2 separate regions of the Mus musculus genome follow, and region 2 is linked to region 1. A link is a contact called in public promoter capture Hi-C data. All regions are on one chromosome and are shown on one strand. Each heading gives the region's core, a stretch centred on a gene start, on an enhancer-like site or on the middle of the called end of the contact. The rest is flanking DNA. Distances are from core to core; before and after follow the strand shown.

Region 1 (6,936 bases), core at 2,745-5,244:
GCCTAGACCCTGCCTTGCTTCCTGCCATAAAGATACTGGACTGAACTTCTGAACTTGTAAGCCAGCCCCAATTAAATGTTGCCCTTTATGAGTTGCTGTGGTCATAGTGTCTCTTCACAGCAATGAAACCCTGACTAAGACACCCTCTGTCCACACATCTTCACTTGCAAATGTTCACTGCCATGAGTGCAATGGGTCATTGGTCTGGTTCAAGATCTCTGGCTTTTGTGACATCATCAATATTGGAGTCTCACTCGGCCTCCTCCCAGTTATCCTGTTGTTGCCCTATGTCATAGAGATCCTACAGCCTTGGATCAGCAGGACTTGCCCTTTCAAGTGTGCCAACCATTTGCATATGATATAGAGTTTGGGGTGGGCCAACTCAGAGCCCTGGATCTGGGCCTGGGTGGTAGCTGAGTTGTTTATCTCACTGGTTCTCCTTTATCCACACCACAGGGGCAAGCTTTCCAGCTCTGCTTGTCAGCAGTAGGCAGGTCAGCTCTTCTACTCTCATGACCCCAGGGCCAGCTCTCCCAACTGCTGCACGTGGTAAAGGGCAATGGGGGGGGGCATCATACCCACACCAATGTCACCTCACAGCAGAGGAGTGGCAGGGCCAGCTCTTCCATGCTCTCACCCTTGGGGCTGACTCACCTGCACCCCCTTGACTTTGACCAGGCCTACTGTGCTGTGATCCCTGCTGCTGCATAGACCCAGAGACCCAGACATGGTCCTCAGCAGCAGCTCAGGCTGGGACTTTATCCGTGGCTCCAGGTGATGGAGCTGGCCACCCACAACAGGCTTCTCCTTTCCACCCTCGAGTCTCCAGTTCCATCTCTCTTCATAATGCTCAAGGTATTCTACTTCTCTTCTCTTTTCACCACATACTCACACATTGTGGTGGCTCCCGCTGCAGGCTGGCCACACTGCTGGCAGGCCCCTGGGTAACATGGCAGGGAGTGGCAGCATGTGAGTGTCTAATGGCCCGCCTGTACTGTTTGCTGGAGGAAGGTCTGTGGGTGGCATGGTGGTCCACAGGTCTCTGTCTGTCTTCCTCCTCCTGCCCTGTGCTGCCTGGGTTTGATTTGATTTGTTTTTCTTGAGTCTCAGGCATAAAAGAGCTTTGGACACCAAGCCAGGCATCAGGCTAAGATGAACATCTGCTCTGCCCCAACTGACATAAGAACATGGCCACCAACATGGTGTCTCTTTGCCCATTGCCAGAGTGGTACTTTTTTTTCTTTTAATTTAATTTGTTTTGACTTTTGGACTGCCTGACCCAAACCCCCAATGGCTCCTGATTATCTGACAGATAAAACTAATTTCCTTACTTTTCCTTTAAGGCAATCTGGGACCAGATCCAAGGACCTAAGCCCTATTCCCACATTTAGTCTCCATTTTCCCTAACTGCCACATCTACCATTGAGTCTGGTCCACAAACTGTAGGCATGGAAATTCCTAGAAAGTGGAGCTGTTCCTTGTCATCAGGGTTTCCCTTTCCTAAAATGTCCTCCACCTGAACATACTTATCATAAAGACCTACCTATTCTTAAGTGTCCAACTGAATCCCTGACCATCCAGCTGAAAGCTACCTGACTGTGGATTTCCACTGGCTTTTACACCACTCACATGATACCACATGCCCCATTTTTGGAGTTACAGACATCTTCCTAGTCACCTAATAACATTCCTGAAAGAAAGGTTTGGGTCTCAGACCACACTGAATATTTCCATAGTGCTTAGGAACATTAATTAGCCTTTTGTCATGAAAATGTGTGGACACAACATTATCGTGCAGGCAAAACTCTGTCACACCTAACCTTCCATACCAGCTCCCCACCTTTCCAAGTGGGACAGGATCTCAGTGCAAACTGTAGTGGTTTCTTAGCTACTCGCCCAGGGTTACTACTGTTTGCTCTGAGACTTTCTGCTGCAGGCATTCTTACGTCAGTCTCTGGCAGCACTGCTTCTAAGTGGCCACTGTTCCATGAAAGCTCTTTGGGGGCAGCAGGACTTTTCAATGGAGGAAGGCTACTTGATAAGACCTGATGACAATCACTGTGAAAACACAGAGAGCTAGCTGGGCAACCACCAAAAAGAATCTGTGCAAGCATCTCAGATATGACAGAACTGAGGGAAACATCAAGAAGCCAGTCGATCCCAGGACCAATCATGAGTTGTGGGGCATGGGGGCTCAGACCTCACACTTGGTTTTTCTGAAGTGATAGGCCATATTCAGCCATCTCTCTCTTCAGTTAGTATCAGAAAGGAAAAGCTAGATTCCATTTATTTTTACTGTCCTGGACAATACTAGTGGCACTTGATAAAATGTTTGTTGAATTGATTTTAAAATTCAATTTGTACTTTTCCTTGAAACAAAAGTAATTGTCCTTTCAGCAACAGCAAAAGGCTAAAATACCATGGCTTTTAAGATGGCCTAACTCTGCACACTGATGAAAAAGGCTGACATCGTCTTATCTCAACCAACTGCAGCTAACGTGTCAGTTTAGGAGTTCCACTTAGCATCTTCTGGACACACCCTCCTGATGTACAACTGTGTACTATAAAGAGCAAGTTAAGCCTTGCAAACATCTGTGTCACATGATAATCTGTGCTTGGGAGAGCCAAGACAATCAAGAATTCCAGGAAATGTTTAAGAAAACTAATGACTACATAAGTTCTCTAGTGAAAACAATGGTTTCCTGGTTTGGATGATGCCTGGGTGGGTCACATCTACTAACTCTCTAATATTTTACCAAGAGCAGACCATTCATTCTTAAACTTATATTGGAAATGTGTCTACTACAAGCATAACATACACTAAGGAAAGTCTCTTCTTTGTAGTTCCACAGTGGAAGCAAGGAGAGTCAGTCAGTGTCTGAGCAATGCCCCTGCCCCATTTTGTTATCTTTTGTGACATAACAGTTTTAAAGCCATAATCTTTCCTGTGTTGAACATTAAAAAGATGATCTAAGCTTATTTATTCGTTATACAAATCACCTCCAAGTTCAGAAACAAACATTTAGGATACTTTTCAAGCATAAAAAGGATCTCTTTGATTAGTGGTTAAATATCCCACTGAGGACAACAGTAACAAAAATTTATGGCCTTATTCTTGCAAAGGAAAAAAGATCTGTGGCTTTGTTCATGCACAAGAACAAAGTAACAGGCTTAGGAAAACTAACGCAAGCCTGAAAGATCAATCACTTGCCCCACTTAGAGGAATATAAATGCTAGGGAGAGCTTTGCTTCTCTGCCTGATCTTAGGGCCAGCAGAGGGGGTAGGGGACACCTCCGATCCTCTTTGATGCTCTTAAATTTATATTGCCAGCATAAACCCGTGGTGTTTGGCTGACAGCAGCGAGCAATGAAGTACTGCAGCTGAGAGTATCTGGGAAGGTTGATGCTGAGATTGCTGGGACCTTGGAGACACAACTCTGCACAGAATTGACATTGGGAGCCCCTTAATGAGTTTCTGCTTCTGAGAAGGGTAGCACCATTTTTTATTTTTTAACTGTGAAAGGAAACTGGCCTGAAAAATAAGTGGAAATCCACCTCCACCGCCTTGCAGGAGGGGAAGAAAGCTGGGGGAGGCGAGGTCCTTGGGGACCCAAAGGCCCAAGAGTGAGACCAGGGAGCAGCCTGGGGGTCTGCTGCTCCGCCGAGGCCGGGAGGGGGGAAGGGGGCGGAGGGGATGGGTAGCCAAGTGTCAGCGTCACGTGTCAGCTCTACCCACTCGCCCAGTCGCGAGCGCGGAGAGCTGGCAGGAAGGCACCGAGGCCTGGCGCCTCCGCGGGGCCTGCGTGGAGCTGGCAGGCGGCGCGCTGTGGTGCGCGGGCGGCCTTACCTGGTTTCTGCGATACCAGGCGCTCGACAGCGAGCCGTTGCCCGGGCCTGGTGCCCAGTATGTGAAGTTCCGAGACAGCTCGTCTAGGACGGCCGAGGCGTCGTCCTCGGGGGCTGTGCGCGCCGGAGCCGCCATGAGGACTGAATCCACGCGCTGGGACTCGGGCGCGGCCCTCCCGTCCGTCCTCCCGCAGCCGCAGCCACTTCCTGCCCGGCGACCCGGCGCCGGCACCTGGCTCCTGCGGCACGCAGGTGAGGTCCGGGCTCGGCCCAGTTGCCGCCGCTCCCTTCTGGGCCCCGGTGCCTACACCTGTCAGCGCAGGAATGACATCATCTCTTTTGCCTCTGGGATCTACTGTGCACAAAGCAAATGTTTGTCCAAGTGCAGGGAGAAAAGGAGCTATCCATTAATCTAAAGAGTGACCGGCACCCTTGGCAGTTCCAGTTCGCGCGTGTAAAAGGTTTAAAATGTTCCACATATGGAAAAAAGAAAAAGCCATAATCTCCCTCTCCCCAATATTGGGCACATTGTGAATGAAGAGCCCAGCCACAGAGTGACCATTAGGAACTATTCGAAGAATAGAGAAGAGATATCCTATGGCAGCTGGATAGGCTGTCAGATAAGTTCATAAAGAATTGCTGAAACGTTGTCAGCTGCCCCATATGGTGATTTAAGTTGAGTCAGAAATGCTAAGAACAACCTTAAGTACGCATACTGGATATTCTAGTCTGACCGGTTTTAAACTCGGTTACACTACAAATGATCTTTGTCTTGTCTGTCACTTTGAACATTCTGTGATTTTTGTGTTATTACATGAAGTGTCTACACTGGGAATTTGTTTTCAAGACACTGAGACTCTTTAAGCTATGCACTTTAAAGATAGGGGAGAGAGGAAACAAGACAGGAAGAGAGGAGAGGGGAGGGAAGGAGAAGAGAGGAGAGGAGGGAGAAAGGAGGAGGAGGAGAGGGGGGATAGAAGGAGGGAGGGAAGAAGGGAGAGAGGAAGAGAGAGAGGGAAAAAGGGACCTGGGAGAAAGCTGTGATGATTTCTTAGGGGAAATATGTAAAGCAGAGAAGAGAGTGTAAGTCATTTCAGACGCAAAAAAAAAAAAAAAAAAAAAAAAAAAAAAAAAAAGGCAAGTCGTCCTGACAGTTGTGTTGGTTCTTGCTTGAGTAAACAAAATGTTAAGTCAACAATTAATAATTGTAGCTAACTATGTTCAATTTAAAGAAACGAATTTATTTCAATTAAATACCCCAAAGAAAAATCAATTCGCTATATAAATTTCATTAATTTCATAAGTATATGGTGCTATAAATCGAACCCATTGCCTTTAGATGTTAAGCAAGCACCATACCCCTGAAACACATGCCTGCTATGTGATTCTAGGACACTCCCATCCCTCAGCTCTGCCATGCCTGGGATCCGCATACTCTTTAATGGAAAATGGTTGTCCAAGAATCGCCAACCTCCACAACCATCATCTCTCCTCCTTTGACCCCATTGGCTGGGAATAAGTCACATGCCTAGCTTTACTTGCCAGAGATTTTGGGGCATTTCCCTCCTGGAGAGTAGTATGTGAGGATAGATGAGGAGGGGTGGCAGAGGGGAACTGGCAGAGCTTGGCACAATCACTCCTGAGTATTATCTGTCAGCCAGATTGTAAGTAGGCATGCAGGCAGGCTCTAACAAGCAAAATACTAAACAGATCGACCTTCCCCATCTCCAGGGACGTTCACAGGTTTGTGCCTGCTCTGTGAGACCTTTATGATCAGGCCCCCATGCTCTGTTGCTCACAACTCAGAAGCTTCTTCACTTCTTAACTTAGAAAATCAGTTTCGATCTCTTTATATTTGTATAAAACCTTTGGAGAAAGAAAGCACTTGATGGAGAAACATGTGAAGCCTACGTGCTGTTGGTTAGTCGATCGATGGGTTCCAAGATGCGGCTGCCATCACTGCTGCTGCCCTAGTGTGTGTGGGTGGTTGAAACAAGCAATTCGTGACCAGAGTGCCTTCCCACGGGGTTCACAGGAGGCGGCAGGGATGCGTGTGAACTATTTTGGTCCCAGCCCTGTAGGTGGAGCTTCGAAGACTGTTCCTGCTTTTGTTGGCCTCTGCCTCTTGCAGGGCTTCTTGGGGGCGAGGCAGATTTCATTTCAGTCTCTCAGTTCTTGGTGCTACAATCTAAGGGCTGACTTCTTGTTAATTCTAGTGCCACATCATTTGAAGCTGGACTTCACTTAGCACTTGAAGAATGGGTTCCATTTGGTCCTCCTTATTTGGGATCATTTAATTGCAGAATTAGTAAAACTTTAAAAACATCATTTTTAGCAAGACACAGTTAACACTAGTGTTTTGTTTTTTGATTTGTTATCATGATTATTATTATGACTATTATCACTATTATTATTATTATTATTATTAGTAGTAGTAGTATTTAACAATGAGCATCTCAGAATAAATGGAGGGTTCAAGGTAAAGATCAGCTCCAGTATCTCACTTCCTATATGCAAGTGAACTACAGAGTGGAGATTTTAAAGAGAACCTTACAAAAAGAGGCTTGACAGATTGCCTGTATTCAGAGCCTGATAACTGCTTGTTTGCTGTGTGACTTTGACACAGTAATTTTGTTTCTCTGAGCCTTTCAGTCTTTTACATAAAAGGAAGACAATGAGGAACAGGAGAGATGGCTCAGTGGTTAAGAGCACAACTTGCTCTTTCAGAGGACCCAGGTCCAATTCCCATTGACCAATTCCAATGACAGCTAAAACCATCTATAACTCCAGTCCCAGGGAATCTGAAACCCTCTTTTGGTTCCCTAGGGAAACATGCACAGGGTATATAGACATACATATAGGCAAAACACCAATATACACAAAATAGAAATAAATAAAATTGCAAAAACAATTTATTTTTTTACTTACTTTACATTCCACTCACTGCCCATCTCCCAGTTGCCCCTCCCACAATCCTTTCCCCCATCTCCCTATGCCCCTTCCCTTCACCTCTGAGTGGGAGGGGCCCTCTGGATATCCCTCACCCTGACACATGGAGTTTGCAAGGTTAGGCACATCTTTTCCCACTGA
Region 2 (6,647 bases), core at 3,673-6,172, 44 kb after region 1:
GACACTCTTCCCTCAGAAGTAGCCCTGCAATAAGAATGTGTATGTGTGAGGTGATCATGTTGAGAGATGTAGGTCAGAGAAAGCATGTTGAGAGAGTAGGTCAGAGAAAGAAAAGCCACTCTTGCATTATGAAAAAGTGGATGTGTGCTATGTGTGACTGTGGCCCAGTCTTGCTCTGAAACCTCTAGGATATAGGGTAGAGACAACCCTTTGGAGTACCAACAGGCTCCTGCCCATTGCAGGTTAAGGGTTACTTTTCAAGCATTGGCCTCTTGGCCCTTTCAGTGCTCCTGTGGAGGTGATGAGTCCCTGTGCTCAGACACCTGTAAAACAAAGCTGCAGATGTGTGCAGAAGTTGTCCCCCCAATTCTCGGGTGAATATGAGAAAGTACACAGTAGCACCTGTTGAGTTGGTAGAGCCAATTTAGGTGTGTTTGAGGCAGGGTGTATTTGAACAGAAGAACCTGGTAGTTCTTCCAGGTAAACAAGTAGGAAAAAGTTTCAGATACAGAAGACATGATTAACAGGAAACCAGAGGTGAGACGGAAGCAGGCTGCTACTACTTGCATCTGCTTTCCAATGATAAGACACAAACCATCCAACAGCATAATGAAGGTGGCTGCTTTGTTTTTGTTTGCCTAGACCCGCTGCAGACTGTAGGGGTGTCTGAATGGACAAGTAAGGAGGTTCAATTGTACATGGCTTATCTATAGTTTTACAGAACACAATAAAGCCCTCTGCAGATTCCAGCTTGCATATTCATTTACCTTGAAGGAGATTTTCTTTTCCTGAAAGCCTTTTTAATTTTTACTCTAATATTTAGTGGGTTATGTAGAATAAAGATCTCAAGAAAAAGGTGACGTTTTCATTTCTTTATGAAAAAGTATAATTGGGAGTCTTGGGGTTGTTATATACAGAAGAAACAATCTTCACCCAGAAAGAAAAGAATAATAGGGAATAAGAAAGGCTCACTTTAAACATACTCTGCTGGGTATGAATAAATAAATAAATAAATAAATAAATAAATAACCCAGGTAAGCAGGTAGTGAGGAGAGCCTCGGTGCTCTGGGTGTCTGAAGGGTTTGCCGTGCACAGGTGCAGGCAGCAGGTTCTACTGAGCATCCGAGCTCACCCTGTCCTCAGCAGCACCCGCTGATGACGCTCTTGCTCCACTGTAGCGTGTTTTATTTCATCAAGAGTAAAGGTTAAGGGGGAAACCAATGATAAAAATAACAGGAATTTTGAAAACTGTTCTTGTTTATGCCATTTCATTTTTTTTTTTAAAGGAAACTGGGAATAGGGATGGGAGAGGAGGGCAGAGTGTTTTAAAACTAATTATAGCATTAAAATCCTCTAAGAGCATTGTTCCCGTCTCTGTCATAGGAGCGGCTTCATCCTGATGGATGAGTCAGAGGCACCCAGGGTCAAGCTTGCAACAGTCAAGAAGCACTATGACAGCTGGAGGTGTGGCTGGAGTCCATGCTAATGTGGACCGTGGGGCAGAGCTTCACAGCATTCCGTTGCCCGCACTAGGGCTGGGTGGACTCCCTGTCACCTATGTGCTGCCCTGTCAGCTGTAGAATGTTTAGTATTTCTGAGGCCTCCATCCTCTAGTGGATATGGTAGATATATATGCCCCTCCTTGCCAAGTTGTCAGAGCCCAAAATGCCTCCACATACCGCCAAGTGTCCCTTAAAGGGCAGAGCACCCCTATCTGTGACCCACTCACATGGAGCCACACAAGCTCTGATGTGGAAGCAAGCTTGTTTTGTTTCTTTGTTGGTTTAGGACCAGATCTCACTATGCTGTCTAGACTGGCCTCCAACTTGCCATCCTCCTCGAACCACAGGTGTACCATAACATGCAGTTTGAAAACTTGTTCTAGAAACTTCTCAAGTATGTTATTACAGTTTCCCCAGTCCAAAGGAGAGAGAAGAAACAGAAAATCCTGCCTCTCCTCTATTGTCTTAGCCCTTCCTCTGTGCCATTCCACCACTGCATCGTTTCTTCCAGGACTTTCGGGCAGGCCAAAGTAGCTAAACAAAGCCCAGGGTGCCTGTGGCTGGGGAACCTAAGGCAGGCTGATAATGAAACATTTTCAGGTAAGAAAAAAAACTTTTTCATGTGCCTCCTATTAGACCTAATCTGTATTAAATGATGGTATTTTTAATCTTCAGAAAAATGCAGAGGTTAAAATTCCCCTTGAAGGCTAGGGCTGTGGGTTTTTGTTTTTTGTTTTTTGTTTTTTAATCTATTGGTATACTTGTTTACAATGACTGGCGCATAATGAATGCTCAATGAATTTTTTAACACTGAACTGTTTGAAACGTATCAACTAGCAAAAGCAGAAGAAACACAAACAAGGACACAGGCCTCTAGAGAGACCCCTGAATTTGCATTTAAGTGAGTCATTCCCGAGGGAATATCTATTCTCAAAATCTGTATGTTCTTTTTGTTTCAGATCTGTCCAGGAAACACTGATTAGTGCAACGAGACTTCGATCTAAGTGGGAAAAAAAAGTCTCTACTCTCTTGAAATCACATAAAGATGCATCATGGATATTTTGAGTATAATGTGGCTCTTCCAGAGACACCCAGACTTAGCAGGTTCTACAGGAACCCAGTGGGAAGCTCACCTACTCAGTCTTTGCAAGATGTAGCAGTAACAATAAGGAATCATTCCGGAGCTGTGTGGAGGGACATCAGGGAGCATGTGACGGGAGTGGGTGAGGGAGTGGCTATGGAGACCATGGAATAGTGGCACATGAACAGACAATGGAAGCAAGGACAGAAGTGGGAGCTACACATGCTGTGTTCATCCTGATGTGGCTGAGTCTGGGAATGGTGTGAGACAGAGTCAGAGGCATGGGCCACAGAGGGCTCCGAATTCCTACTGAGGAATGGGGGGCACTGATAATGTTTCATTCAGCAAGTAGCTTAGATAATCTGACTGCTGCAGCATGAGGCACAGGTTTCAAGAACAGGGACCAGGCTGAGATCATCATAATGTTCCAGAGATAGCAGGATGCACTCTATGTGATGGAAGACAAAAAGTGCAGAGTCCAATAGAGAGTGAGTTGGTCTACAGTGGCTGAGCTACTGTATGTGTGTGTGTGTGTGTGTGTGTGTGTGTGTGTGTGTGTGTTGTATGCGAGGCTGTGCTCACTTGTACATGCACAGAGGCTGGAAGAGGACGTTAGGTGTCCTACAATGTCACTCTTCACTGTTTTCTCTTGAGACAGTGTCTCTTATTGAACTTTGAGCCAGAAAACTGCAGTAATACCAAAATCCTGGGAATATAGGCATATAGTGTGTCCCTCTCTCTTTATGATCTGTTTAGTTTTGGCAAGAGTTCAAAGGTGCCAGCCTCACTCTCCCAGGTCCAGCCCAAGTTTACTCTGAGATACAGAACAGGAGACAGGGCAAGTTGAGGAATAGTTGTTCTCATGGCTATGTGGCCTCAGCACACCCATATCCATGCCAGTTCCAGCCACCAGCTACTCGGCTGTACCTGAGAAATCACTCACTATCATTGTCCACTCCTGGAGCCTTGCAAGTGGGCTCAAGGCCTTCTGGCCAGGCATTCTCAACAACTTGGGCAAACAAAGCCTGATACTGAAATAGAAGGCATTGGTTCTCGGCTGATCTTTTGCCTTGCTCCAGTGTACTCCTTCCCCCTGGGAAGTCCTTGTAGTCATGGTAGCGATTGAGATGAAAAAGTTATGAATTGAGGCTTTGGTCTTAAATTACTCTCTCTCTCTCTCTCTCTCTCCCTCTCTCTCTCTCTCTCTCTCTCTCTCTCTCTCTCTCTCTGTGTGTGTGTGTGTGTGTGTGTGTGTTGTATGTGTGTGTATAGTGTATGTGTATAATGTGTGTGGTGTATATGTGTGTGTATAATGTGTGTGGTGTGTATGTGTTTCTGGTATGCACGTATGTCTATGATGTGTGTGGTATATATATGTGTGTATGTGTTTCTGTATGTATTTTGGAGAGAAGGGTGGCAGTGATGACAGATAAATACATAGAAAAAAACCTGAAAGAACTTCTGTTTTCCTGGAATCCACAAAGACACAGATTTACTGTTCTCATGGGCTGATTTTTCTGGTTTTCCCAAGTTAGCTTCAGTTCCTGCTGAGGTCAAACAGGTAAGGTAAGCAGAGTTGGGCATGACACACTGAGAAGTGGAATCTGGCAGAGAGAGAGAGAGAGAGAGAGAGAGAGAGAGAGAGAGAGAGAGGGAGAGGGAGAGGGAGAGGGAGAGGGAGAGGGAGAGGGAGAGGGAGAGGGAGAGGGAGAGGGAGAGGGAGAGGGAGAGGGAGAGGGAGAGGGAGAGGGAGAGGGAGAGGGAGAGGGAGAGGGCAAATAGAAAAACACATTAGTTAGGGGTCAGTTAGCACCAGGGCAAATAGCTCCACATGCCTTCTTGGGACATAGCTCCATTATGTCATGAAACGATGAGTATGTTTTTAGAAGTTTCCATTTTTGGGGAAAAGTGTTTGCTTTCAGTTGTCTGAAAGTGTTTTATTTAGAGCTCTTTTCTCTTGGTGACTTGGGACATCAGATGCTGCAATCCCATTTAATTGGAGTGTCAGACTTTCTGCTGCCTCTCCTCTGGTGCAGTCTCCCCTCTCAAGTGTGATACTTTTTCTTCTTCCTTCTTCTGGAGAGTCCCATGTGTCTCTTCCCAGAGCTGCAGTACATGGCCCATTGCTTAGCCACACCAGATAAACTCAGCTCCAGTAATCTAAACTTGAAAACGAGGCAGCAATTCTGCCATTATGCCCTAATTCACAGCCTCATCATTAAATGATCACAGTCTCAAATGGCACTTTTAATTCTTTTACAGCAGCTGGTAAATGGTGGGAACAGACGCTCCCACTCAGTGGAGCTGCTCCTGCAGTACCAGTAGGAAGGATAAAAGATAATGAACATTCCCTCTCCCCAGATCCCAACCATGGGCTTCCGTGCTGGGCACTGTTACCAGGAACTGGGTGGTGGGTCTAGGAGAGCCTCTGTGTGGCTTTGATCTGACCTTGGCTCAATGTGGGACTTTATCTCAAGCTAACACTATGCTTAGCCTCTTTGTCCTAAAGTACAAGGCATGGTAGACCAGACTAGTGACCAGGGCAGCTTTTATAGACAGGACTCCCACATGCCAGAAGACTGACTTACAAACAGATCAATTGGCTGATCTTGTTCACTGGTGTGTACACTCAGTCTTACACTTCCCTAACCATTATCTGCACCCAGGCTTCACTCCCAGACCCAACCAGAATGGGCAGATGACATGATGACAATGGTGGAAGGCAAGAGGAACAAACACATGACAGTCCTACTCCCTGTTGACCTAAAGTGTTTCTCCATACACAGTGAACATAAGCTTACCCTGGTGAGTAAAAAGATTCCAATCAAATGTGTGTGTCTGTGTGAGTGTCTGTGTGTGTGTGTGTGTGTGTGTATGTGTGTGTGTGAGTCTGTGTCCATGTGTGTGTCTGTGTGTGTGTGTGAGTGTGTGTATGTGTCCATGTGTGTGTCTGTGTGTGTGTGTGAGTGTGTGTATGTGTGTGAGTATCTGTGTCCATGTGTGTGTCTGTGTGTGTGCTTGTGTGTGCACATATGTGTATGACTGTGTGTCTGTGTGTGTAGCCAGTCCTCCCCTCCTCCTCCTCCCCTCCTCCTCCTCCTTCATCATCTTCTTCTTCTTCTTCTTCTTCTTCTTCTTCTTCTTCTTCTTCTTCTTCTTCTTCTTCTTCTTCTCTCTCTCTCTCTCTCTCTCTCTCTCTCTCTCTCTCTCTCTCTCTCTCTCTCTCTTTCAAAAACAGGATCTCTTATTAGCCTGGAACTTACCAAGTAGTCTAGATTAGTTACCCATTGAGATCTGAAAGCCTACCATCCTCACCTCATAGCACTGGTATAACAAGTGCTTTGCCTCTCACTTGGCTTTTAATGTGGGACACAGAGCTGGGCCAAGGTCCTCACATTCTTGGGTAAACTCTTTACTATGCTGTCTTCACAGCCTGTAACCAACTTGAACAGTGAGTACGAGCTGTCAGTGAGCCACAGCAGGTTGCTTGCAGGCAGTTAACTATTTAAACTGAGCCTGAAAAAAGCAAAGGGCATGATGCTTCCCCAAGTCCAGCTGTGTTTGCACCCTGTGATGTTTTCCATACATTGCTTCTTAGAAATATTCCCAGCAGCTGAAGAATCATTCCTCATCATTCTAGTTCTGGGCTCTGGCTGCCCCAGGAATTGTTCTCTGCTTCATCAAACCTCATTCAATTAGATACATGTAAAGTTCTCCTGTAAATAATCACACCATAGAGCATCAAGTGGCTTGAAACTATCCTGCCATTCCATGCATCAGGGAGTGGAAGTCACCAGCCCCCATCAGGGAGAAGTACACTCAACTGAGATGAGTTGTGCCGCTTGCCCCACATCATTAGCGGTTTCTTTTATTTCTTTTTTCTTTTATTAGATATTTTCTTCATTTACATTTCGAATGTTATCCCCAAAGCCCCCTATACCCTCCCCCTGCCCTGCTCCCCAATCCACCCACTCCTGCTTCCTGGCCCTGGTATTCCCCTGTACTGGAGCATATGATCTTCCCAAAACCAAGGGCCTCTCCTCCCATTGATGGTGGAGTAGGCC

The links. Promoter capture Hi-C pulls out the DNA fragments that hold promoters and counts their contacts.
Region 2: a promoter capture Hi-C map of hippocampal neurons shows a contact between it and region 1, with 1.7 times the contacts expected there. The contact joins the enhancer-like site here to the promoter of Nipal2 in region 1. A contact is called at or near these places in 3 of 39 promoter capture datasets (embryonic stem cells, hippocampal neurons and stem cell-derived epiblast-like cells), 2 of 484 Hi-C or Micro-C datasets (the N1E-115 cell line and forebrain) and 3 of 9 other capture datasets (adipose tissue, liver and pancreatic islet).

The regions. Positions count from the first base shown.
Region 1 is chr15:34,674,712-34,681,647 of GRCm38.p6, forward strand. Nipal2 (NIPA-like domain containing 2) reads right to left here and starts at 3,995. Exons shown (of 11, transcript NM_145469.5): 1 at 3,848-3,995. The coding sequence starts at 3,982. It overlaps 4930413F20Rik (RIKEN cDNA 4930413F20 gene), which reads left to right and starts at 362. Exons shown (of 4, transcript NR_045883.2): 1 at 362-494; 2 at 679-855; 3 at 3,332-3,490; 4 at 3,867-4,493.
Region 2 is chr15:34,718,234-34,724,880 of GRCm38.p6, forward strand. No RefSeq gene overlaps it. Among named protein-coding and RNA genes, the nearest start is that of Nipal2, 43 kb to the left of the region's middle. Within about 2 kb of position 4,923, at least 5 of the 459 cell types and tissues checked have an H3K27ac peak or open chromatin away from gene starts, as enhancers often do. A contact at or near this core is called in hippocampal neurons, where this site is marked.